4 separate regions of the Mus musculus genome follow, and all the other regions are linked to region 3. The links are chromatin contacts, called in public promoter capture Hi-C maps. All regions are on one chromosome and are shown on one strand. Each heading gives the region's core, a stretch centred on a gene start, on an enhancer-like site or on the middle of the called end of the contact. The rest is flanking DNA. Distances are from core to core; before and after follow the strand shown. Region 1 holds the start of Atrn (attractin). Region 2 holds the start of 4930402H24Rik (RIKEN cDNA 4930402H24 gene). Region 3 holds the start of Tmem87b (transmembrane protein 87B). Region 4 holds the start of Gabpb1 (GA repeat binding protein, beta 1).

Region 1 (6,233 bases), core at 3,048-5,547, 2.1 Mb before region 3:
CTATAGTCTCTAACACAGGACTTACATAATAAATAAGTCATAAACCCTGGGCCAGCAAGATAGTTTAGTGGGTAAAGGCACGTGACATACAAGCTTGACAGCTTGAGATCAAGCTCCAAAACCAAGTTGTCCTGACCTCTGCGTGCACGCACGAGCGTGCACAGAAAGAAACAGGTGCCATGACTTGATGCCATCGAAACCAAAATGGCAGGCTTGGGAATGTAGCTCAATGGTGAAGTGTTCGCCTAGCATGCACGAGGCGCTCGAGTCAAGACTAAGCATATCACTGAGAATAAGAATTAAGCCAAAAAAATGTATTCATTCAATGCCTCTTAGTTTAACTTGAAGAGGGAAGAGGAGGAAGAAGAGGAGGAGGAGAGACTGGTGGTGAAGAAGGGAAAACCAGGATACATATCAATCTGGTAAGCAGACGCAGCATTAACTCGTTACTCACTCTCGGTGAAAAATTAGTCAGCTAAAATTTTCCCAAAAGACCTAGCTTGCTCCTTTTTGCTCATTTTGGTTTCGGAGACAAGCCCAAGTAGCCCCAGGTTACTCTTGAACTTATTCTGTAGCCGAAGCTTGCCTCGAACTGTTCCTCCAGCCTCAGCTTCCGAACAGCTGTGATTATAGGCGTGAGACAGATGTCCTGTCAGAAAATATATAATCTGTTTTTACAGTTCCTTTAGACTTATTTGTACTGTGCACTACACATTGCATAGCATCCATGGAGCAGAAGAGGCCACCAACCAGGACTCAGAACCATTGAACCAACTCTCAAGCCCTATTTTTTATTTTTATTTTTTTATTCATTTTTAATTTTTTTATTTTTTAAGATAGACTCATAAAGATCAGAATGGTCACAAACTTGCTATGTCACCCAAGGTTGACTTTGAATTCCTGACCTCCAAAGTTCTGAGATTATAGGTGTGTGCTACAACTCCTGGCCTTTTATTATTTTAACAATTCTAGAAGCCACTTACTATAATAGTATTGTCAGAGGCAGTCTTAATTGAGCCTTAATGAGCACAAGCTCAAAGGGAATGTCTGTGACAGTCACTTACATATGAGAGTAGCTGAGGCACTATCAGGAGTGCCTGTCCTGTTTTAAAAGGCTCTTCTCTGAACTATTCATGTGGACACTCAGATCTCTTTCTCTCCCTGGCAAGCCCTCTTACAGGTAAATAACCTCAACCAACAAGGAACATGTGCCAGGCACATACCTTGAAAACTCCCCAAACTCTGTGTATAAATCTAAGCTTATCTCAGCCTAGTCCTACCTATGTCCCTGTGCCTTGTAAATATTGCCTCTCAATCACCCAAAGTAAGAGCTAGCCTTTTCTCCTCACTATCGTGTTCACATGTCCAAGAACAAACCGATCTGAAAGAGAGACCTAACCATTTTATCTCTATACTCCCACACAATATCTACCTCGTCTCTACTAGCAGCAGTGGTGTCTGGCTCTGACCTACACCAACAGTCTCTATCAACTGCCCATAACATCTCATGCCTGTAGCCCAGGTTTTCAGAATTTGAAGGTCCCTCCATCAATCCCCCTGATCTTGGAAGCATCTAAAGTCAACTGACCTTTAAGGCTATTCCCTTTCTGGTTCCCGTCTCTAAGTCTACAATTTCATGAAAACAGAGTGACCTGTTGCATCCCATTGCTCTTTGGTGAAAGGTCAAATCCTAAATCCACTTCCTACCTCTATGTGGCATAGCACTGCACCGACCTCTCTCTGCAGTCTTGGTCCCTTTTGCTCTCTCTGCTATGGACACTGGATCTCCCCTCTAACCTGTCTTGATGTCACTCATCCCCCATCCTGCCCCTCAGGAGTATCTCAACAGAAAGATGAATCTTAGTCTCACTCTGAAAGGAGCTGGCTTCTACCGCTGCCCTCACCTCCACAATCATGCAAAATTACAATATATTGATTACTGGATTTAAAATTAAATAATTTTAAAGAATTATTTATTGGGGGGACTAAGGGGGCAGGATGTCACATGCCTTTAATCCCAGGTCTTGGGAGGCAGAGGCAGGCTGATCTCTGTGAGTTTGAGGCCAGCCTGGCCTACACAGTAAGTTCCAAATTAAAAATATTTATTTTTATTTCCTGTGTAAGTGTTTTGCCTGCATGTGTGCCTGGTGCCTGAAGTCAGAAGAAGGCATGACATCCCCTGGAACTAGAGTCATAAATGATCATGAGCCACCATGTAGGTGCTGGGAACCTAACCCCAGTCCTCTGCAAGAGCAACAAGTACTCTTAACCACTGAGCCAGCTCTCCAGCTCCATTATGGTATTTTTTACTCCCAAACGAAAAGTTAAGTTCTACAAGAATAAAATTACATACAACTTGTTTACCACTGTATCTCGAAGCCTAAAATCACAACACGCTAAACTATTAGACCAACCCCCGAAACACTGGTGCTGAGGTTCCTTGGTTTCTCCATTGTAAAACTTAAGAGTTCATCTTGCCACTGATCTCTGAGTCCCCTAGAAGATCTAACAGAGATCTATTACTTTAACATTCCAAGCTTCTCCCTTACAACTCTCTTCTACTACAGGGGCACTGGCAAAACTCCACCTTCTGGACTCTACCACTATGTCTGCAGCTTTTTTTTTCCATTTGGAATTCTTCTCCCCAACTTCACGCTTGCAAATCCTACTTAACCTCACATGCTCAAATTCAATGTCACCTCCTCCTCCTCCTCCTCCGAGACTTCTCTGCTTACTGCTAGCCAGTCACACACTCTCTGCCCCTTCATTTCCACAGGTTCTCTTATGCCAGGTTCAGGCCTCACTCAGATCAAATGACACTCAAATGGGTGGCTTCTAATGTCACCACTTATCGGAATCCTGGAAGACCGACCACCTGTTTGTATTTTGCTTTTAGCATTTACCACTATCTGAAATTATCCTGCTCATTCCTTTTGCCTAGTTACGTGTTGACTGCCTGTCAGCCCTCACTAGAACATAAGATCAATTGGAGCAAGAATCAATCCTACGCCACGTTCACATTCCCTCACTTTCCCACGTCAAATGGGGAACCCAGTCAACAAATATCTGCCTGAGATATGGATGACACTGTAGGTCTTATAACTTCCCCTTGCTGTGTTCCTAACTTCTTGTGGACCACATCAAACTCTGGATGATGGATCTACCTGTGTGCATTATCCAAAAATTCTCTCACAACAGAAGCAAATAATAGATAAAAGCTAATTAAAAAGTGATCTCTCCAAGAGGTTCTGCCCCAAACCAAGCCAACTGCATGTTGTGGAGAATCTAGGGCTAATAGGATTCTCCTCTCTAGACAACCCCGTTCCAATAGGCCAACAGTGAGGATCCAAAAACTAGTTTCTTCACTTTCCTTGGAACAACAACCAATGGTACTTTTATCCCTGAAATCTTACAACCCAGCCTTACCTTCTATTTTCACCCAACATGTCACTTCCTCGGCTGTACTTCTTCCAGACACACATATCTCCAATCTCTTGGGCTGGTCAAAGGCAAGTGCTGAAGAACTCACTCACTCACCGTTTCCTTGATACCTCATTTATCCTAAATAAGCCCGTTTTCGAGGTGGGCTTTTATACTCTTCAGGACCCACATCTAACCCACAGCAACAAATGCCTCCCGAGTGTTCCCGTTCCTTCTCAATCTTCCACCACAGGCAGACCCGAAGGCCACCAAATGAACATCCCTCCAGGAGGCAAGCCATCATCAAACACAGTGGGGCAAATTCTACCCTCGCGATTTCAAGCCCTGCACCTGCCTTGGGCCTGGAACATCAGGCTGGGCCTGCACTCCCCACCCGCACTCACCTGAAGCGGCCCCCGCAGTGCTGGCATTGCTCGCCCACCCAGCCCGTGGGGCAGACGCACTGGCCGGTGCCAGGGTTGCAGCGGCCGCCGTTGACACACGGCCGGTCACATTCCTTGGCCTCGGCTGCGGCCGAGCCCGACACCGCCGCCGCCACCGCAGCGGCCTCGGCCTCCCGGGGCAGCGGCAGCAGCAGCAGCGAAAAGAGCAGCGGCAGCAGCGGCGGCGGGGGCAGCGCCCGCGACAGCACCCGCGGTAGACACAGCCGGGCGCGCGGTCCCGGCCTCCAGGCCCCTGTCGCGGTGCAGGGTCGGTGCTGCCTGCCCTTCCTGCCCGCAGGCGCTGCTGTCGCCGTCGTGCTCCCCCTCAGCCGCGCCTCAGTCGCCGCCGCCGCCGCCACCGCCACCATCTTCCTGGGGCTGAGCCGGCGCCCAGCGAACACATACACACCCCGCACGCCGGCTCCCCTTCGCCTGGCCGTGCTAGGCGGGGCCGGGCGACGGTGGCCCGGCGGGTCCATATCCAAGGCGGGGCTCCCGCTGTGCGTCGGGCAGGGGCGGGGCTGGCATGCGCGGGGGCGGGACCAGGGCCGTGGTCTTCCGGCGTGCCCAGCATGTAGACCTGCTCAATGCCAGGGTCTTAGCGCGGATGAACATCGCCTAGTCTACGGAGGCTCTTTGCTTTCCGCACCGCGCTACGACGAGTTAGCCAGTACCTCCTTACAGTGGCTGCCTGGCTCTGCTAGACAAGCTGACTGTGGTAAGTGTTACCCTTTGGACGCCTCCAAAGCTCAGCTTATAACCCCAACTCCATTTTGGTGAGAAACCGGACCCAAAAGGCTAATGATGTCGTGTGTTGCTAGCTGAGACCTGAAGAAGTAGTACTTACTGCATTCGCGTTTCTAAACTAGGGATAACAAAATGGCACGTGTGTTAATTAAGCACCTGCATATGAATAGATGTGTAACTGACTGAATGCACACACAGCCAGGCTTTCCTTGATAGCGAGCGGATTGAACCAGTGGCAGACCATGTCTATGTGTACCTTAAATTCTGCAGGAGAAGTTTAGCATTATCTTGTACCCCACGACCTATCCATATTCTCTGAAGAAAGAACAGCCCAGAATTACCGGGAGCGCTCTCAGCTTGCACACCCTTCTTGCTAACGCCAGTGCCTCTCCTACTCCCAATGATACATACTTCCCAATAGCATAACCTTGTATGGGCCACTACCCTGGAATGTACGCTGGACCTTGACTATATTAAACCGATAGAAGGATATGGTAAAGAGATAACGTGTCAGTTCCAGCTCTGATCTTATTTTTTGTTTCTTTTGTTGCTTGGTCTGGTTTGGGAGGTATTTGTTTATTTGTTGTCCTGGGATTCTCCTGCTCTTCCACCTTGGAAAGATTCATACAGAGGTCATATGGAGAGAAAAGGTCCCAGGCAAATGAATCTGGTAAGCTTATAGCTGGAAGAACAGTCACTGAGTGAAGAAGCCATATGGGTTGTTTTAGCCATCTGAGTTGTTCCACTAAAAGAATAGATAGATAGATAGATAGATAGATAGAGATCTATTTAGTTGGCTTACAGGATGCAGTCCAAGTAGTTCAACAATGGCTGTCCCACCCTAGAAAGGTGCTTGATCCACAAGACTGGACTCCACAGTCCCAATTCGGTGCTGGAGTCCTAAAAGATTCCTGGAGATCTCACTGCTGATCCAAAGAAGTCAGTTCTAATATCAGTGAGGTAACGCTGCAGAAACTTGATAGATGACCTTCCCTCCAAGAATAAGAACAAGCAGACAGAAAGCAAAGTTTCTTCTTCTCTGTCCTCTTATCTGCCATGAGAAAGTGCTACACAGATTTAGAATGAGTCTTCCTGCTTCAGGTAATCTGATTAAGACAATTCTTCATGCCCAAGAAATGGTGGCCCACACCTTTAATCCCAGCACTTGAGAGGCAGAGGCAGGTGGATCTCTGTGAGGCCAGCCTGGTCTACAGAGTGAATTCCAGAACAGCCAGGGCTACATAGAGAATCCTAGTCTTAAAAAGAAAAACCAGTTCTTCCCAAGAATGCCTATGTGCTTGTGTTGTTGTTGATCCCAGATACAGTCAAGTTGACAAGCAAGATTTCTCATCAAGTCTACATTATCTAAATAGGAACAAATCTTTCCTGTGTCTCATCCAGTGAGAGGCCCATTGCTCTTTCAAGCAATGTTTCAGCCTGCTTTAGAGAGGCTAATCAGAACTTTGCCTCATAATCTTGGGCTGTGCAGAGTATACTTATGCAGGTACTTGAGAGTTTGGGCACCTGGTCCTGGAAAACAAAGAAAACCTCACATACATGTATGAAACCTCTCTGATTAACCTGGGAGTAGAGAATTGGAGTGCACCCATAGTCAGACACCAG
Region 2 (6,163 bases), core at 2,712-5,211, 2.0 Mb before region 3:
CCCACTGTCCCATATCTCTGGCCGTGAAGTGAGTTCCATGGTCAGCAGTGCTGTGTGGAATACCATGGCTGTGGATAAGGCATTCTATAAGTATGTGGATGATGGTGTTCTAGCAGAAGCATTACATGCAGGAACAGCAAATTCACAACTAGAATAAGTATCTATTCCACTAAGGCAAAAGCATTGACTTCCCATAAAGGAAAGTTATCCAAAGTTGACTGACCGAGTAGGTCACTGGCTGGTCACCCAGGGGAACAGTTCCTTATCAGAGGCTAAGTGTTAGTCTTTGCTGCTGGCAGATTTGACACTCAGCAGCAACTGCAGAAGGCCAGCCTTGGTGAGAGCAAATCCGTATTGTTGAGCTCATACATAACTTCCATCTCTCCCATAACACTGTAAAGAAATTGCTGATATGACCACTCCATGATATTGTTAAAGTTTTAATTGTAGATGTGAGAGAACAGTCAGAGGCATCTGGAAGAGTCCAAAGCAGAGAGGAAAAGTAGACTGAATATGACCAAAAGACTGGGCATGACCAGGGTTATCTGTGGGAGAATGAAGAATAGCAGGGAATAGTGAACAGAGAAAATGTAGAATAGTAGGGGCAGTGGGGAAACCTTGTCATTATAAAGAGAACAAATGGGTATCTGGGAGGAAGGAAGCCTGGGCAGATGAGAACGCCTACGATGCTAATGTGCTAGTGTGAACTATGAAATATATAATAGGTACTTGGGAAGCTGAAGGAGCCTGGAGGCAACATGTACTTCGATATCAATTACAGGCATATGCCAATGGAGCCGTAAGTCCCTTCTGCCAGCGGTAAGGAAAATGACTCCTTCCGGCAGATGGGATCTGGTTTCAGAAGTTCTAGAGGACTCCTGCCTTTTATCTCCTAGGAATCCTCCTGTAGTCCAGAGTGAGCTCGTTTCTGGGAATTTGAACTGATGTTTGGGATTCGGGGAGTTGGGCAATGACAGGAATGGCTGGGGAAAGAGGCTGGCTGTCACAGAATGGGTCATCCTAGCTACTTAACTATTGAACTCCTTAGCTGAAGTTACCTTTTGATGAGCATTTACATGGGACACAATTGTTGGGGTGTGGTGTCCTATTTTAATCCCAGCACTTGGGAGGTAGAGGCTGGTGGATCTCTGAATTCCAGGCCAGCCTAATCTACAGAGCAAGTTCCAGGACAGTCAGGGCTACACAGAGAAACCTGTCTCAATGAAAAAAAAAAAAAATCACGCCGGACATGGTGGCACACGCCTTTAATCCCAGCACTCAGGAGGCAGAGGCAGGTGGATTTCTGATTTCGAGGCCAGCCTGGTCTTACAAAGTGAGTTCCAGGACAGCCAGGGCTTTACAGAGAAACTGTGTCTCAAAAAACAAAACAAAACAAAAAAATTCATGAGATATAATTATCTTCAATTTTTTTGTGCATTTGGAGAGAGCTATCCAAATACTTCTCCAGATGCCTTTCTCTTCAGTTTTTCTTTCAACCATGCTCTTTCCACACCCCTATCTAGCTGCTCATTGGCTGCAGACCACAATTCAGTAAACAGTGGCACATCTGGTTACTTCTTCTTATGTTGGGTTCGGGGTAGAAGCTGCGAAAACTCACTTCAGAGACAGAAGCTTAAACATGAAAGCTTTATTCTCTGAGTGCCCAGAGAAGTGGCCAGCTCAGGATGTAAACTTTGTCCTGAAGGGAGACCGTACAATGTTTTTCAAAAATGGGAACATAAATTGAGGGGGGAGCTGAGTGGGGCTGCAGTGTTATCCAGTTGTACTCTGACATTACGGGTTAAGTAAGGGAGTACCCCTTGGAGACTGGGCTGTATCCAGGGCACCTGGCTTCAAGGTTCTTAATTCATTTTCCTAGACGTTAGGTCTGGAGCTCAGAGTGGTAAGAGGACAAAGGAGTGGGTCAGCTGCGTGTAGTTAATTAGGGCATAACAGACAACTGGTTATGTGTTTTTCCAACTTATGCACCTTGGTTCAGATAACAGCGATTTCTATATTCTATATTCAGTTAAGAGACAATTAAGAAGACATTTGGAGAGAAGTGGGGTGCGTGTGTGTTCCTAAGCCTGGGAACATGAACTTGTTACACCTGGCCAATAAGATCAGTTTTCAATCAGTTTTGCAGACACAGCTTTTTTTTTTCCAGGAATTCTCATTTACACTATTTCTCTCCAATAGCACATGAAAAAATGACCATAAGGAAACTACAGCCTCATATCCAGTAAGATGACTACGATCCAAAGATAGATATTAAATGTTTGGAAACGCGTGGAACAATTGGGACTCTCTCACCTAGGTAATGTGAATATAAATGGTGCAGCTTTTTTGGAAAACAAAAAGATGCCTCAAATTATTAAACACAGACTTTCAGTATAATCAAGCAGTACACTTCTAGGAGTATACTACATATACAGGAGAATTAAAAACATGTCTACACAAAAACTTTCGGTATTTGGTCATATTGGCATTAAGCTAAGGCACAGAAAGTGTGGAAAAAAGCTTCTATATTCATTAACTGATAAATGAATACAAAAGATGTGATATCTGCATACCACGACATTGGCCAAGCAACCAAAGGCACACAATTTTGTTCTGTGCTACAAATTGTAGTAGCCTTCCATCTGGACATGATGATGCAGGCCTGTAATCTCAGAATTTAGGAGGTTGAAGCAAGAGTTCAAGGGTTCAAGTTCAGGGGTTCAAGGTCAGCCTAGGCTACATAAAACATACCAAATGGAGGAGGAAGGAAGAAGGTGAATATCACATTTGCTTGTAGAGAAAAGATGTATTCTCAAAGCTGATTAACAGAGCTGGAGATGTATATAATGACTGGGTGCGTAAAAGCTCGAGGTGTTTCAATAAATTGACTGTTTAGCAATTTACAGTCTCCTGGCTGTTAACAGTGGTCTACAGAACAAAGCAGCTAAGAAAGGCTCTTTCATTCGGAAGCCTGGTCATTGCGCTGCTGATTGGGCTGCTGTCAATGATTAGCTGGGTTTCAGAAGCTGTTGATAACTGGCTGATTTGGAAGCCCCTGAAGAGAGGCTGTCTCTGATTGGCTGATTTTCAGATACTGTGTTGGTTACCTCTAAACAATGGTTACACATTCACGAGTTGGGTCTGAAGGCAAAATTTTATTTTCCTTTAAGTATAAAAATAAGCATTTTAGTTCCTTCTCTTTTTCAAACCTGCAAGAGATACCTTGGGGATTGTTAAAATCTTTATGAGTGGAAGAAGGATTTTTTTCAGCCAGTACTATTTATAAATAATTCAAAGGCTGATCATTGTAGCAGGGAAACTAGTCTTGTGGTGTTATAATTTACCATGAAAAGATGAATTTAGGACACGTAGGACATCTTGACAAGGTCGATATGTGATGCTAAAGTAGACCTTGTATATAGTAAGCAACTCTCCACTTTATGCAGGAAGGAACTTGGGCTCTGAGATTTTTTCTGGCCCACCGACCCACAGCTGGAAACAATTCTATCCAGACTCTGAACTGCAAAGGCAGGCGTCTCCTGGGATACTGTGAGCACACTGATGCCAGTGCTCTCAACAGGCCGCATCGCTAAGGGGCCGAACGTTCCAAGGATGGATAGGCAACTGATGTGAAACAGATAACTGTAGCCAGGCAGCGGTCCAGGACACCTAGAGATAAAGCCAAATACAGACCAGAAGAAGCCTAGCCCGGCCCTCGCGGGAGCGAGACCCCGCCCCGGGCGCGTCCGCGAGCGTGGCTGTAGCTCCCGCAGAACCCTCACCGCACTGAGAGACCTTAGGGCCCGGAGGTGTGGTGTCCCGGAGCCTGCGCCTGGCGGCCCGCACCCCAAGTCCGTCTGGCTCCTCCGCAGCACGGTGCGGCGCTGGGCCGGACTCACACTGACGCCCCCGCTGCGCGCGCTCCCGCCCCGCCCCCGCGTGCCCGCGCGCGCCGACCCCGCCCCCTTGGCGCACCCTCGCTCCGCCCTGCCGCTGGCCCGCAGCGGTGCCGGCCCCAGCGACCCTCCGCGGCCCCCAGGTCCTACGCCGCCAGCCTCCATGGACTCGTTCGACCCCCAGCAGCTGGGGCTGTCCCCCGCGCGCTTCGCTGGCACCTTTGGCAGTGGGGCGGCCTCCGTCAGGTATGCCGCGTCGAGACAGCCGAGGGTGGCCCGGGATGCGCCTTGGGGCGGCTACGCCTCGGGCGGCAGGGCGTGGTCTGATATGGCTTCCTTGCGGAGGATTGTTTCAAACGGCTCTGAGAAGAACGTTTGCCCAGGGACAGGCGGCCTTCTGGAGGGACCCTGCTATGTCTGTAGCTCGACAACCCACTGCGGTTTCCGGGAAGACCCCATTGTGACATCCCCACCCCATGGACCGGTTTTCCCTTAAACCTTCCCCACCGACAGCCCACCGCTAGAGGCCCTGTGTTCACGCGAGTGGAGCTCCCGAAACTGCCGCGTAAACCCCTTTGCTCCTAGGTGTCCAGACCCTTTGCCCCAGACTGCCGCTCGATTATAGAGTTTCCAGTCCCCTGCGTGTACAGGGAACTCCGCTCACCTGTCCCTGGCCACTGCATCCAACCCCTTTCCCTTGGGGAGCACCTGTTTCAGGGGCTTGAAGGTCATTGGGGGCGCAGGAAGAAAAAGGAAACTGGATGGAGAGGGAAAAGGAGGCTCGGAACCCCCCAGAGCGGCTGACACTAGGTTCGTGATAAGGAGTGCGGGTGGACTGGAAGGGGAGTTGATATTAGGGAGTGCTGCCCTGCCCTTTTCCATACAGAAGATCTGTTTCCAATTTCTGCTCTCTGTCTTTGGGGCTGACCTTGATAGCCGTCCGGGCTTTGTTTGTGAAGGAGCTAGTATGCGGCTGCCAGAGAAACGCGGAGGTTGGAGTGGTGGAGGTGTTGCAGTAGGAGCCTATAAGAAAGGGAAGGGAGGAGTCATTGGGGTTTGGGTACTGCTAACCTGTCATTAAACCAGAAGAGGCCTTTTTTGTTTGCTTACTTGCAGCCATTTGGCAAAGCAATATGCTATTGTTCCCTTGAGTGGGGGTTGTCAACTAATATTAGAATAGCTTATCCTATTTTCTGTCTTTTTTTTTTTTTTTAATTGAGACCGGGTCTCACTGTAGACCAGGCTGACCTTGAACCCGAAAAGATCCACCTGCCTCTGCCTCCTGAATGCTGAGTCTGTGCCACCGTGTCTGGCCGGCTTTTTCTGTGTTCTTGATTGAGTGTTGTATTGTGTTCTCTCTCTCTCTCTCTCTCTCTCTCCTCTCTCATGTCTGTCTCTCTCTTCTCTCTCTCTCTGTCTGTGTGTGTGTGTTTCTTTCTAGTATTGAGGGTCAAATCCCAATACATTGCTTTTGCTGGACAAGTGCTATAGCACATCTAGCCTTGTGTTTTGTAGAGTTTTGTTGTCTTTTATCAAAACTATGAAGAATGAAAATGACTTTTTTTTTCCTAAGACAGAGACTCACTTTGTAGGCCTGACTGGTTTTGAACTCACAGATCCACTTGCTTCTCAGTGCTGGGATTAAAGATATGAGCCACTTTGCTTGGCTTCTTTTTTATTTTTAAATTGTGTCTGTGTTTGTGTGTGTAGATGCATGTATTGTGTGTGTGTATGTGTTTTATGTGTGTGTATTGTGTGTGTATATATGTAGTGTGTATGTATATGTGAGAGAGAGAGACTCACTGTGCTTGCCACTGGGAGTATGAAGGTCAGAGGACACCTTGCCAGGAGTCTTTTCTTCCCTTTCTCCTATGTGGGTCACCAGGATTGGACTCAGCCAGGTCTCTTGGCAGCCAAGTGCCTTTACCCACTGAGCCATTCTGCAGGCCCCAAAACTAATTCTCATTCTTCATTTCTCAGGACTCCTTCATATACTCTGGCAATGTGTTTATTGAATGACTAAGCCGTGAAGGAAGAAAAGCAATGAGATAGTAATGAAACAATGCATCTGGGAGACCTGGTTTGCTTCTACTTTGACACTGTGTGGATTTCTCTGCCCCCAACAGGAATTCTTTCTGGGGTTTACAGTTTGTAGTGTGTAGCTGCTCATGGGAACAGTCTCCATCCTTTCTCAATCCTTCGGCCAGAGAGGATCACTGAAAGTATTTCAGCTTTGTATGAAATTTAAACAGGATGCATTAGAACTT
Region 3 (6,114 bases), core at 1,605-4,104:
TTTGGTTCCAGCTTCTCTTAAAAGGAGACTTGGCAATTTTGTGCCTAGGAACCATAGTGCTTCCTTCCCTGAAGCCAAATGGCAGGAGCTGTAAAAGAGCTAGCTTCAAAGTTTCCTTCTTGAGGAAGAGGGAAGCCTAAAGCTTAAGAAGCTTACATGGCTGACAAGGGTCCTCCCTGAAGTTACAAACCAAGACAACAATTACTGTGGTGGAGTAGCTGCCTACAAGCTGTTGGCAGAACGTCAGTGACATAGCTTTTGGTTCTTACCCATGCCAGGGACACCCTTGTTCTTAAAAGTCACCCCAATGTACTCACTGGTTCACTGAGCTGAACTTCGAAGGACTTTCATCTGTTGCTGAGCTATTAGAAATGGTCTCAGAGAGAAAGTCACATAACAGGTACCAATATCAAGAGAGACATGCTGTCCAAGCTCAGCTCACTTCTGACATGATCTGTCTCAGCCTTATAAGTCCTGGAGTTTAAGGCTGAAGTCTAGTGGGAGAGGCCTATGGTGACCTTAGTCCCCCACCTTCCAGAACCTGATTCAACAAACACAACAAGATTTCCCCACACTGCTACTGTCCCACTCCTTACAAAGAAAATTCCTATTAATCTTTTCAGACTAGCTATACATCTCCACAAATCAGAGTCAGGCCAGCTCCATCAGTACTTGAATAATAATATCCCAAGCGTGCTATATGGTATATATAAGTATCTACTCATAAATATATTACCCCTGATATTGTGTGAGCTCCTTGAGAGAAAGGATTGTACCTAAAATTCATCTTTGCAGGAGGAATAATCAATCTAGCAAATGGCATATGGAGATGCTCAAACTATTTGTTAATTTTTATAGCTAAAAGAACCTTTTTTTTCCTTCTGATGAATTCATAAATGAAAGTCTTTTTTTTTTTTTTTTTTTTTAAGACAGGGTTTCTCTGTGTAGCCCTGGCTGTCCTGGAACACATTCTGTAGTCCAGGCTGGCCTCGAACTCAGAAATCCACCTGCCTCTGCCTCCCAAGCGCTGGGATTAAAGGCATGCGCCACCACTGCCCCGCATAAATGAAAGTCTTATTCTCCATGTTCTAAAAGACAAATTCTGACAACTTATTCTAAGAAAAAAAATAATCAGCCTGCTTTTTGCAAAGCTGACACTGCTGGCTTGAGCTACACAGGAAATAAACTCAGTCTGACCAAAGCATAACTACAGTCAAAAAACACACTTCTCTGCTTGTCAAAAGAACCTGCCATTCTTCCCAGTGGGATTCTTACTATCTGAAGTACGCTTGACAAAGATCTTTTGGTACATGCTCAAGCAACAGTTTTCATGGAGCTGATTCACAATGCTCTTATTTTGAGTTTGGAAACCGGCTTAACTGCATTCACTAAAAAAGCAGCAGGAAACCATAAAGTGTGCTTCAACAAACATTGCTTTTTATTGATGAGAAATACAGCCATAGAGATGGGCAGGCCCTATCGTGGTAAGTATACAAAGACATGTTTCATTCTCTCTGTTCTAAAAGATACATTTCTGACAACTTGATATAAGAAAAAAATAATCATCCTGCTTTTTGCAAAAAAAGGCTGCTGACACTACCAGCCTGAGCTACACAGGAAATAAACTCAGCCTGAACAAAGCATATGACAGCTAAAAAAAAAAAAAAAAAAAAAAAAAAATACTGGGCACCTACTCAGAAGAATCTCAAACGCAATGAATACACTGAGCCGGGCCACAGAATGAAGCCTACACTTGAGCCTCTGCAGTTTTGTGTTTGGAAGTATGTGCACCTTCTGATACTACTTTTGGTTGAAGGAATATAAATATAAATGTCACCTTTAGAACTTAGACGCTGTTTCCACACATCCCAAGCAGATCTGGGCGAGTCATCTGACTCTGGACTCAAGACAAGGCCGCTTCCCGATATCCTGTCTCTTTTGCAAGACTTTGCACAATTTGGTCTCTGCCTTCTTCCCACATCATCTCTTAACCATACAGGACGTCAAGTTCTCTAACGGCCTGCCCAGTTACGGAAGTTTTCATCCATCAGACTCGCCCTTTAAACACTCTTAAGCAAACACCCTGTTCCACAGACACGCGCAGAAGTCATGAACACTAAGGAATATACAGAAACTCAAGAAAAATAAGAGAGGCGAGGTGACTTTATGCACGACTGTAGAGCACACTCAATTTATGCTCTAACAGAAAGGCTAGACAAACCTTGTGGCCTTGTGGATGTGGCCCCAGTAGTAGTAACCTAGCCGAAGTATTCGGTCCCAGCGATGCCGCTGGGAATGCAGAGATTGGGGCTCTGAACTGAAGAAACAAAAGCAAGATCTAGAGACACCGTGTCAGGACAGTGAGAGGCGGGTGGAGAGCCTCGCGAGCAGCAACAACATTTGGAAAGGGAAGCCGTCTTAGGAAAGCACAGTGGGACCGCTCTTCCCAGAAGCCTAGGCAGAGGAGGGGGACGCTCCCTTCCCAGAGCCCACTCTAGACAAAAGGCTCAAGAAGCGCGTCAGAGGACCCACCGCTGGTCCCAGAGAGCCCTAGTGAATGTGCCCAAGGCCAGACTGGTCCGCAGGCGGAGCTATCCAGCCAGGGCCCTGGAGCCTAAGAAGCGCCACGCCTCAGTCCCTACAGAGCACTTACGTCATTGACCGTCCTCGTCCAAAGCCCGAGCTCGGGGACTGCGTCCACAGCCGCCGGGACCCAGCACAGGAGACACAGGGCAACTCGCAGCAGCTGGGCCCCGGCGGGCCGGCGGCAGAGGAGGCTGGGAAGGAGGCCAGCCTCAGACCGACAGGCGGCAGCCATCTTGACGCGGACGCCGCACCTGCGCTCCCGGAACCCGGCCACGCCCCGGGGCCGCACCTGGCTCAGCTCCGCCCCTGAAGGGGCGTGCCCACGAGGGGAACGAGAGCACGGGCGTGAATGCGGAGGGGGTCTTGGGCTGAAGCGGATAGGCGCTGTTAGAGGAAATAGGCTCAAACCTGGAGCAGGGCTTCAGGGCCAGGCCTGGAAGGAACCGAGGAAGTGTGGAGGGAAGGGAAGAGAGTCCAGAGGGAAACCCGCCCACGGAGGGGGCGGGGCCTGGGAGGTGGGGCCGGGTGGAGGCGGGGCTGAGAAGGTGGGGCCGGGAGTGGAGGCGGGGCCAAGACCTTAATTGGGGCGGGACTATGGGCACGGGGCGTGGTAGGGAGGCGGGGCCTTCCCGGGAGAAGGGAAGGCGGAACCAAAGTGTGGAGGCGGGACTACAAGATTAAAAGGGCCGAACCTGGGCGGAACTAGAAGCTGCTTTAAGGGGAAGGTTGTGTGTAGAAAGATGGAGGCGGGGAAAAGAACAGGGAGAGGAGGGGGAGGAAAAAGAGGCAGGGCCTTAAGGGAAACTAGAAAGGAAAGACCTGGCTGCAACGCAGTTGAAAGGTCAGCTTGCAGAGCAGGGCCCCGAGGATAATGGGGCACTCTAATGACAAGTTGCAGAAATGAAGATCCTAGTACTTGGGAGGTGGAGGTAGGAGGATCGTGGGAATTCAAAGACAGCCTATAGCCACATAGCAAGCGTGAGACCAGCGTGAGCTGCACAAGCTTGTCTAAAAGCAAAACAAAATACTTGTCAACTAAGGGGAAAAAATTGTTTCGAGAGCAATAGTCAGGTCTCACCAGTAGGTGGCACTAGGAAATTGATGTTTTATATGAATTTGAATCTTTCCTGAAGGTGTTTTTTTAGTCCCGATTAGATTCAGTAGGAGTTACTGTTTATACCTCTAATTTCCTTATTTTAAAATAGTTAACTATTTTTCAAGCACATTTAAGTTCACAGTAAAATCGAGAGGAATGGATCTCTAGAAAGTTCTAATATCGCCCTGGTCACCAGCTTCCTCTGCTAGCAACATTCCACACTACAAGGAGTACCTTTAATAGAGACCATTAAACCAGTAATCAATTCAGAACTGTATCTTACGGCTCATTAAATATCTCACAGAGGTATCGATCTCCGAGTAATAGACTAAACAGGGAGTTTACCTTATTGAAGAGCAAATGGAATATTGAGATGGTCCTGAGGTTAAAGGCACTTGCTGCCAAAGCTGACTACCCACAAGGTCCCAGAAACAGACTCTGGAATGTTGTTCTTTAACCCCCAAATACTTCCCACTCAATACATAAGTAAAATGTAATTAACATTTTAAAAGAGTAATTATGGGCTGGCGAGATGGCTTAGTGGTTAAGAGCACCCGACTGCTCTTCTGAAGGTCCAGAGTTCAAATCCCAGCAACCACATGGTGGCTCACAACCATCCATAATGAGATCTGACGCCCTCTTCTGGAGTGTCTGAAGATAGCTACAGTGTACTTACATATAATAAATAAATAAATCTTTAAAAAAATAAAATAAAATAAAGGCACGAGCCGCCACAAAAAAAAAAAAGAGTAATTACTTTTGTTAATTAGATGCTTCTTATTCTAGGGTAATTTCATTTCCAAGGAAGAGTGGCACTAGCATTGCTTCCTTGAGTTAGTTAGGCTGTATTTGTTATCTCCTCCATCCACAACACTCAGCCAGGGGCCAGGGTAAAATCAATCAAACCTAACACAGCAAAGGGCCATCAGCAGGGGGTGGATGTAGTATTTGCCCAATATACCCTGACCCTGGTTCAATCAGCACCACAGAAAGAGCTAATGGAACAGGGGACACTGGTCACATCCTGGGGTGTAGATATAAAAGAGTCTGGAGACACTGGCCACTCCTGCAGAGGACTCGGGTTCCATTCCCAGTACCCATATGGCAACTCACAACCTCTGCTCCAGTCCCAGGGCATCTGTTGCCCTCTTCTGATCTCACTGGTCCACAACACATACAGGCCAAATACTCATACACATAAATAAGTAAATCTAAAACATATTTTTAATTTAAAAAGCCTATAGCTTTTTTTTAATCCTTATATTTTAGAGATTTCTTTAATTTAGATGCTTCTAGAAGCAGTCTCTGGAGTAAGACTCCAGTTCATCAGGAAAGGATCATAAATGGCAATAGGTTAGCGTTCTTGAAATTCATGCGGTAAGGTTCTAATCTCCAGCTCATCAAATGTGAATAGAGAAAGAGAGTGAGATAAGATCTTCAGGGTGGGCCCTTATCCGGAAGGATTGGTATCTCTATCCAAGAGCCTCAGACACATTCGAAGCCTGGGGAGGACATTGTAGACCCTAGGAGCTGCGACAAGCCCCCAATAGAGGCAGTCAGAGGAATCTGTGTCAACAACTTAATCTTGGACTTCCTGATCCCACAACCGCAAGGAGCTCCACGCTGCGCTCTAAACCTCCCAGGTTCTGTTCCTTTGTTTTGCCAATCTTAACAAATCAGCCCAGACAGTGAGTAAATGTGACCGTGAGTGGAATGTGGACAATAGAGACAACGTAATTATCCAGTCAGCCACCGCGGTGGCAAGTGGCATGTAATCTCGGAGAGACTTCGGAAAAGCATGTGAGCAATGTCCCCAAGTCACCTCACCAGGAAGCTGCGTTGTTTGCATGGATGGTTCCCAGCTTATGGTAGTTAGACTCACAGTTTTCAGCTTTATGGTATTGCAAACTGAACACCCAGCACAGGCTGTTCTTAATTTTGATCTTGCCCTGGCTGGAGATGCCTGATGTGGTGCTTTCTGGTGGTCCTGGGCACCCTAAAGTCAGCAAGCAAAGTGGAAGCTCTGCTGTGTCCTGTGACACCAAGGTGACTGCTTTGACAGCTGATGCGCCAAAATGCTGCTTTCTTCTTTATTGAGACAGGGTCTCACTATATACCCCAATCCTTGAACTCACAACCCTCTGTTTCCACCACTTACGTGCTAAAAACCACAGGACTGCATCACTATACCTGCCCCCACATACACACACACTTTATAGTGGAAATGGTTTTATTTACTGGCAATAGAATAAAATGAAAAAGGTTGCCACTGCATACACATATACAGTGTTGTGATTGTATTCACCCTGTTACCCACTGTTGTCTCCCTTCCTTTCCCTCTAAACTTCATTTTCTTCCCAATTAATTCTCTCAGATTGGTCCCTTCAACATCCATTATGAATAGAGGAGATGTCCATGATGCCCTAGCCCTT
Region 4 (6,987 bases), core at 487-2,986, 2.1 Mb after region 3:
GACTGGATGGCCTTCACCAATTTCTGATTTCTATATAACTTTTATATAGCTATTTGATTCCTCTGTAAGGTTACTGTGTGTGTCTGTTTGTGGCAGGGGAATATTCCTGCAATCACACCACATTCAGCTTTTCTGGCATAACCACTGATGATGTATACTCGTCTAGATGCTATAGCACAATTAAGGCAATTAACTATTTACTCAAAATATTATGGAAAGGAATAACAATTTAAAAAAATTCATAAGAGCTGGCAGTATTGGTACACCCCTCTAATCCCAGCACCTGGGAGGCAGAGGCAGGTAGACCTCTTTAAGTTTGAGCCCAGCCTGGTCTACAGAGTGAATTCCAGAGCAGTCAGAGCTTCACAAAGCGAGACCCTATCTCAAAACCAACCAACCAACCAAACCTAACCAAAAACCCCTGAAATAAAATATTAAATAAAAAGAAAAAACATGAACTATGCTCTCCCCATTCTGTTTACTTTGCTATGTCTTACACTGGCTACAAACTTTCACTATATAAATAAGAAAGGCAGCCGGGCGTGGTGGCCTTTAATCCCAGCACTCGGGAGGCAGAGGCAGGCAGATTTCTGAGTTCGAGGCCAGCCTGGTCTACAAAGTGAGTTCCAGGACAGCCAGGGGCTATACAGAGAAACCCGGTCTCGAAAAACCAAAAAATAAGGGCAAGTGTCCTTATCTGAGGACAGACACACACAAACACAAATGAAGTCTGTAAACAATTTGGATCTCATTTAAGCCATTTTGCTCCTAGGTTATTCTCGGTTGTCTCCGATATTCTCATTCCTAGATACCTGACGCCAAAAGTTCCACGGGTAGTGGACTTTTCGGTGAAATATATCAAAGTGGAACTTTGAAAATCGCATGTGAAGTAAATTTATAAGGCTTTTCCTTCACAAATCATCATCTCCCAATCAACTCTTGGTTCATTGAAAGTAAAATACGTCACTAGGCATGGTGGTACGCGCCTTTAATCCCAACAATTGAGAGGCAGAGGCAGGCGGATTCTTTTGAGTTTGAGGCCACCCTGGTCTACAAAGCCAGTTCCAGGTCAGGCAGGGCTGTTACAGAGAAACCTTGCCTCGAAAACAAATCAACAAAAATCCTGACAATACAGACAGGAGAAAAGCGTCACTATTACAACATTAAAAAAAAAAAAAGCCACAGAAACATCCACGTCACACACGACCAGTTTACACCAGGTGAAGAGGACAGGCATCCTTTGTTCCCGCACAGGCCCCACAACCAGCGATTCCGGGTACCTTCCAGGACCACGGTAAGTTAAATCTTAGGTACCCGGCTGCCCTTCCGCCTGCCGGGAATCTGCTAGAACACCCCATAGTCAAGTCCAAGCTCCAAGCGTCCCGAAATGCCGGCACTTTCCGTGTCACGCCGGGGGAGAACTTAGCACACGCACCCCTAACTCCCACACATCCCGCCCCGCGACGCGGCGCGGAACACCCAGCCGCGCACAGGGCCACCGCAGCGCTCACCCCGCTGCCGCGCAGGCGCCGGGCGAGCCGGGACTTGCGGTCGCCCCGCGGATCATTCCGCCGCAGCCTTTGTGTGGCCGAACGCTAGAAATGGCTTATTTCCTTTCTCCCCGTTTAAAGTCAGAAGCAGACCCTCTCATCCCTTTCTCCCGCCGGAACGGGGCTGGGGGAGGGCGGCGGCAGGCTCGCTCCCGGGGCCAGTGGGGCGGAAACGGGCGCGGGTTGGCGAGGCCGCCGCAGGCATGCTGGGAGCTCGGCCGCCGTGTCCCTCCGCGCCGACGGGGACTTTTCGGTGGGGATTTTGGGCGCCGAGCAGACGCGGCATTTTCGGAAAATAGCGCCCTGTGCAGCGAAGCGCTCTGTGTGTGGCGGGGCCGCGTCTGCCCTGACGGCTCCGAGGCGCCGCGGTCCCCGCACCTCCTCCCGCTGCTCCCCCGCCGCCGCTCCCGAAGCTTTTCCAGGTCAGTGCGGGTCTGTGTAGGGCCCTGTTACCACCGGATGTGGAAGTTGATCTCTTCGCTGGTAAAAAATAATTCCACTTCCCCCGGAACCCAGATCATCCCCGCGATTTCCTGTTTATTGCATTAAGGCGCCGGGTTTCCGGGGCTCCTGGCCCCGCTTGTTTGGCGGGGGTCGGCGGGGTCGGCCTGGGTGTCCGTGCTGCCGCCGCCGCCGCCGCCGCGCTTTGTCCGCCCGGCGCTTGGCTTCTGGGAGGGGCGGCAGACATGGTGGCGGCCGCCGCCCCCTCCTCGGTCAGGCGCCGCGGCCTCCTGCGGGCCCCACGGGTCGGGTCTGCGGTGGGGTCGCCATGGCCGTGGGGGTCCGGGCCGGCGGGGCAGGCGGCGGGAGAGGCGGCGCTGTCCCCGCCCGCTCCTTTGTCTCGGCGGCCTGAGGGCCTGGCCTGGCCGGGCCGACGACAAGCGGGAGGGAAGGCCGGGCCGCGCTGCCCCGCTGGGCCCCGCGGAGCCCGGGGCGCTCGGGTTTCGGCCCGAACAGCCGGGTCGGGGCAGGGTAGACGGGCCAGTCCGGAAGGGACGGAGCCTGCCATTCTCAGTGGCCGAGACTTTTGCCCCGGAGACTTCGCCACCGGAACCCACGCGAGCGCGGGTGCGGAAAGAAGCCGCGAGTTTCGTCGGTCATGTCTTGCCTGGGCACAGATCGGTGTTGAGTGTGCTGTTGTGAACCTCTCCCACGGCGTTGAAGCCGCGGGCTTAGCCTTGAAGTGTGCATCTCCAAAATGAGAGCGAAGGAAAGCGGGCCTACCTGCTGGCTTTTTTTCCCTTGAAGCTTTTGCTTTAAGCCCATTTCCACTGTGTCTAGCAGACACATTTGCTTTAAAGCAGGGAGCGAGACCACAGTACTTCTGAAAGAGAGCTTCATAACGTGGGAGTAATTTTTAAGAGTTCTTTCTGCAGACACTGTGGTTTGTTGTCTATTCAGGCAAGTTACTTTCTGAAATGTAATTTTTATCTGGGGGTAAAAAAGAACGGTGGTGTGCTTTTTCTAGGGAAGTAGTGGCCTTCCCAGAATTGAAAACGCACCGAATTTAGTACGCAGACGATAGTCTACCTCACAGAGATTCACCCAGATTAATTTAAATATAACTGATAGCTTTTTGGCTCTTAGGCCTTCAGACTCTGACTTTTTAAGTTTTAAGGGAACTGATGGCTCTTATCCCTTTATTCGCTTTTCTTATTTTGTCAAAAATGAAAAGTAACGTGTCAACTCATGACTTAGGCAAGAGTCACATTGTTTTGCACTTTCGAAAGTCTTTTTTAAAGCCTAGTTTAACAGAAAACATTCTTGAGTCAATTTTTGCAGACAGTCTTGTGATATGCCACATAGCCAATGGAAAACACTGTATGTATATTATGCTTTTTTTAAAAAACATGATATATCCCATCCTTCTATTCAGCATGTTAAGTACAATCAAGATATTGTGAAAGACAAACTGAATGAGAAGAATGATTCTTGTAGTTTGGGGGAGAGGCCTCTAACTTTTTAAAAGATGGCCATTTAGATGCTTAAGCATTGCAGAGATTATAATTTACCAGTAGCCTTGATATCTGGAAATAGTCCAAGTGACAAGACATTTTAAAGTTCCAGTTCATATGCTTAACGATGTACACATATAATCAGCGTGTAAAGACCCGCTTGTAAGTACCTTCTTCACGAGGACACGTGCATCTTAGGCGCTTCAGACTTCCGTGGGAAGTGAGGTGTTTGCCGAAACAAAATGCACATGTAGTTTGCATGTGTAAGTCTTAGCCTCTTCCCTGACTCAGTCTGGGTTTCTTGGGTGTGGGCGATTAATCTGTAATAGTTCAAGATGAGTTTGGGGCTAATGGCTTTGGAAGGAAGCTGAGTTTCCAGTGGTTTCTTAAAACCCTCGTCTGATTCTGTCAGTTGACCTCTGCTGTTTCATCAACAGGAAGCATCTGGCCATTCTTCATGTCATTGTCAGAAAGTGCCAGGTGCATTTTTATGTTTGCTATTATGCATATCAAAATTGGATCTTAATTTTAACCTCGTTTTTATTCCCCTCCCTCCCTCCCCCGGCATTTTAAAAACCCGTGGTATCTCTAGGTATAGGTGAGGCAAACATTACAAATTCAAAAATTGTCACATGAAATTTTAGGTCAGAAATTAATTTTTGAGTGAGCTCAAGTTTCTTGCAAGTTGTCTTGTTAGTAAATGCACTGATGATGTCCAATCCTTATCTCACCGGCTATCTTAGAGACTCATGTCAAGGCAAGTTCCTGGACATCTAGGAACTTGTTTACATATTGACAAATATGACAATTTGACATTGTATACATGTCATATAGTGTACAAATTAAGGTATGTGTTGGGACCCATTCACTTTCTCTGCTCTAGTTTATAAATGTATAATTGCAGTCGTAATATGAGTGTGGGTAGCTGTCCAGTGATCCAGTGGCTTTTTAACTAAAAATTACATTTCAGTAACAAGTGTCTCAACTTGGGGTCAGTTGTAATTAGCATTTTCCTTGTCTGAGGAGGATTGTTCCTTCATCCCTGTAAAAGATAAATCTTGTGTCAGAAGAAGTTAGAATTAGAACCTGTGTTCTCAGCTCTGCAGTGTTGTCCACAAAGGTTAGTGCATTTTTATTTGGACTGTGGATGTTTATGGCAGTAGAGATGTAGGCAGAGAGTAAGTTCTCCAAAGACAAGACTTGATTTATCCTGATAGAAAAAAAGTTGAAGAATACCAGTTGAAGCTTTTCTGGTCACAGGAGCTGATACTGACTCCTGTGTGCCTTAGTTGTCTCATTTGTACAGTAGGAATAATTACATGAATTCTTCCATAGAAAGTGGTCACAATGATGCCTTAGAGCACTGATTCCCAACCTTCCTAATGCTGCCACTTTTTAATACAGTTCCTCATGTTTTGTTGACCCCCTAACCATAAAATCATTTCATTGCTATTTTGTAATTAATTTTGCAACTATCATGAATTGTAATGTAAATATCTGTCACCGGTAGTCTTAGGTAATCCCTGTGAAAGTGATGTTTGACCCCACCCCTCACCCCAAGGGATCACAACCTATAGGTTGAGAACTGCTGCCTTAGGTCATTAATAGATCAGTAAATTTTACTGTTTTTTTTTTTTTTCCTTAATTTCAGTTTAGCTTTAATTTTCCCCAAATCCACTGTGTAGTCCAGGCTGATTTTGAACTTGGAGTAATTCCCTTGCTTCAGTTTTACAGGCTGGGCTTACAGGCATGAGCCACCATGCCCAAGCTAGTACAGTTACTGTGGGCTCTCAGCCCCACTATTGAGAGCCCTTGTAGTCAATAATCTTGGAATTTGTGTGTGTGTGTGTATGCATATGCATGTGTTTATACATACAGACATACATATATGCAAATTAATGTTATAACCTTGGAAGGAGTTCATTGTAGTGTCTTCTTTCAAACATATCCATCTTAGCTGGAAATTATTCAAGTTTTTAGGCTAAGTGGGATATAATAAATGTCTTGCTGTGGGTTCTGGTAAGGTTTTTGTGTTTTTATTTATTTCGTATCAGTGTAAGAGAGCCCCGGCACTTTAACTAGAGGTTAAAGGACATTTTGGGAGCTGGTTTCTTCTTCACTATTTGGGGCCAATGATCAAACTCAGGCCAGGCCAGGCTTGGTTGCAGAAATCTTTGGGGCTAGAGAGATCCATGCTTCATTCAGAGCACTCAAGTTCAGTTCTCAGCTCCCTTGTCAGACAGCTCACAATTGCTTATAATTTTAGTTCTGGGGTGTGTGACCCCACTCCTGCACATTTGTGGCATGTAGACAGGGCATCCTGTTTCTGTGCATTACACACATTAAAAATACCCTTTACCTCTTGAGCCAACTCATCAACAACTGTGAATCCTTCTATTTTTTAAAAATTATGTTAAATCCATTGATACTGTAATTATACAATGTATCTTTTTCTAGAAGAATTTTGAGCATCTATTAAAGTTAGGTGTTTAAATCTCATTACACTAGAGAGGTGAGCTACTACTAGTCTGGTAATATACTATAGTAGTGATTCTTTAAAAGAAGTGAGTGGAGGTTACCATGGTACCCCTTTCTAATATAGCCCCCTCCTACTTGGTAGATGGAGCAAAGTGGTTAAGACCATAAAATTATAATATTGTACACTAGACTTAGGTCATTTCTTTCATGATGAAAACTATTTGCTGGGTGTGGTAGCATATCCCTTAATCCTAATACTGGGGAGGCAGAGATCTCAAGTTCAAGGACAGCCTGGTCTACAGAGCAAGATCCAGGACACAAAGAAACCTTGTCTCACCTTCCAGATGAAAACCCCAAGAATCAAAAAAGAAAAGTATTGGATGTGTAGTTTCTTAAATGCTGTTGTCTCCGTTGTGTCTATGGCACTTATATTCAAACATTTGGCGTAAAAGTTTCCCTTTGTATTCAAAATGGCTTATGTAAAATCTTTGACCTATATGACTATGTAACTGATTGATCATTTATAAGACCTCCTGTCCCAGTCCTTCTCTTAATACTATGATCTGAACGTGCCTTCCTGAAATTCATGTGGAACTCTAAATCTTCAAGATGATGGTTTGGGGTAGATGAGAAATGTAATATCTTTTTTTTTTTTTTTTTTTTTTCTACCTGCCTCTGGCTTTAAAGGTGTGTGCCACCAACTCTGGGCAAATGTAAAGCCCTTTTGCATGACATTAGTGTCCTTAAAAAGAGACTGCAGACAGCTAGTTTCCCCCTTCTATGTGAAGGCACAGAAAGAGAATGCTGTTGATCCATACCACCATGATCTTAGACTTTGTGTTCTGGAACTATGAGAGATACATTGCTCTTGTTTGCAAGCCAATCAGTTACGAGCATTTTGTTCTGTGTGGCTCAGACTGAAGACAATTTTGTCCAGTGCATTTTGACATTAGTCACATTCATATTTCTGTGTTCCCTTTATCAAAACTTCCCACCACTGATTT

The links. Promoter capture Hi-C pulls out the DNA fragments that hold promoters and counts their contacts.
Region 1: a contact with region 3 is called in a promoter capture Hi-C map of pre-B cells, with 2.4 times the contacts expected there. The contact joins the promoter of Atrn here to the promoter of Tmem87b in region 3. A contact is called at or near these places in 3 of 39 promoter capture datasets (liver and pre-B cells).
Region 2: a contact with region 3 is called in a promoter capture Hi-C map of liver, with 6 times the contacts expected there. The contact joins the promoter of 4930402H24Rik here to the promoter of Tmem87b in region 3. A contact is called at or near these places in 2 of 39 promoter capture datasets (liver and pre-B cells).
Region 4: a promoter capture Hi-C map of liver shows a contact between it and region 3, with 6 times the contacts expected there. The contact joins the promoter of Gabpb1 here to the promoter of Tmem87b in region 3. A contact is called at or near these places in 3 of 39 promoter capture datasets (liver and pre-B cells) and 2 of 115 datasets of contacts at active chromatin or transcription factors (large pre-B cells and thymic regulatory T cells).

The regions. Positions count from the first base shown.
Region 1 is chr2:130,904,559-130,910,791 of GRCm38.p6, reverse strand. Atrn (attractin) reads right to left here and starts at 4,297. Exons shown (of 29, transcript NM_009730.3): 1 at 3,825-4,297. The coding sequence starts at 4,231. It overlaps A730017L22Rik (RIKEN cDNA A730017L22 gene), which reads left to right and starts at 4,396. Exons shown (of 3, transcript NR_015523.2): 1 at 4,396-4,581.
Region 2 is chr2:130,837,943-130,844,105 of GRCm38.p6, reverse strand. It overlaps 4930402H24Rik (RIKEN cDNA 4930402H24 gene), which reads left to right and starts at 3,961. Exons shown (of 37, transcript NM_029432.2): 1 at 3,961-4,142. The coding sequence starts at 4,060.
Region 3 is chr2:128,815,043-128,821,156 of GRCm38.p6, reverse strand. Tmem87b (transmembrane protein 87B) reads right to left here and starts at 2,854. Exons shown (of 19, transcript NM_001355629.1): 1 at 2,654-2,854. The coding sequence starts at 2,818.
Region 4 is chr2:126,670,341-126,677,327 of GRCm38.p6, reverse strand. It overlaps Gabpb1 (GA repeat binding protein, beta 1), which reads left to right and starts at 1,736. Exons shown (of 9, transcript NM_001271468.1): 1 at 1,736-1,972. It overlaps A630026N12Rik (RIKEN cDNA A630026N12 gene), which reads left to right and starts at 2,041. Exons shown (of 1, transcript NR_166192.1): 1 at 2,041-6,987.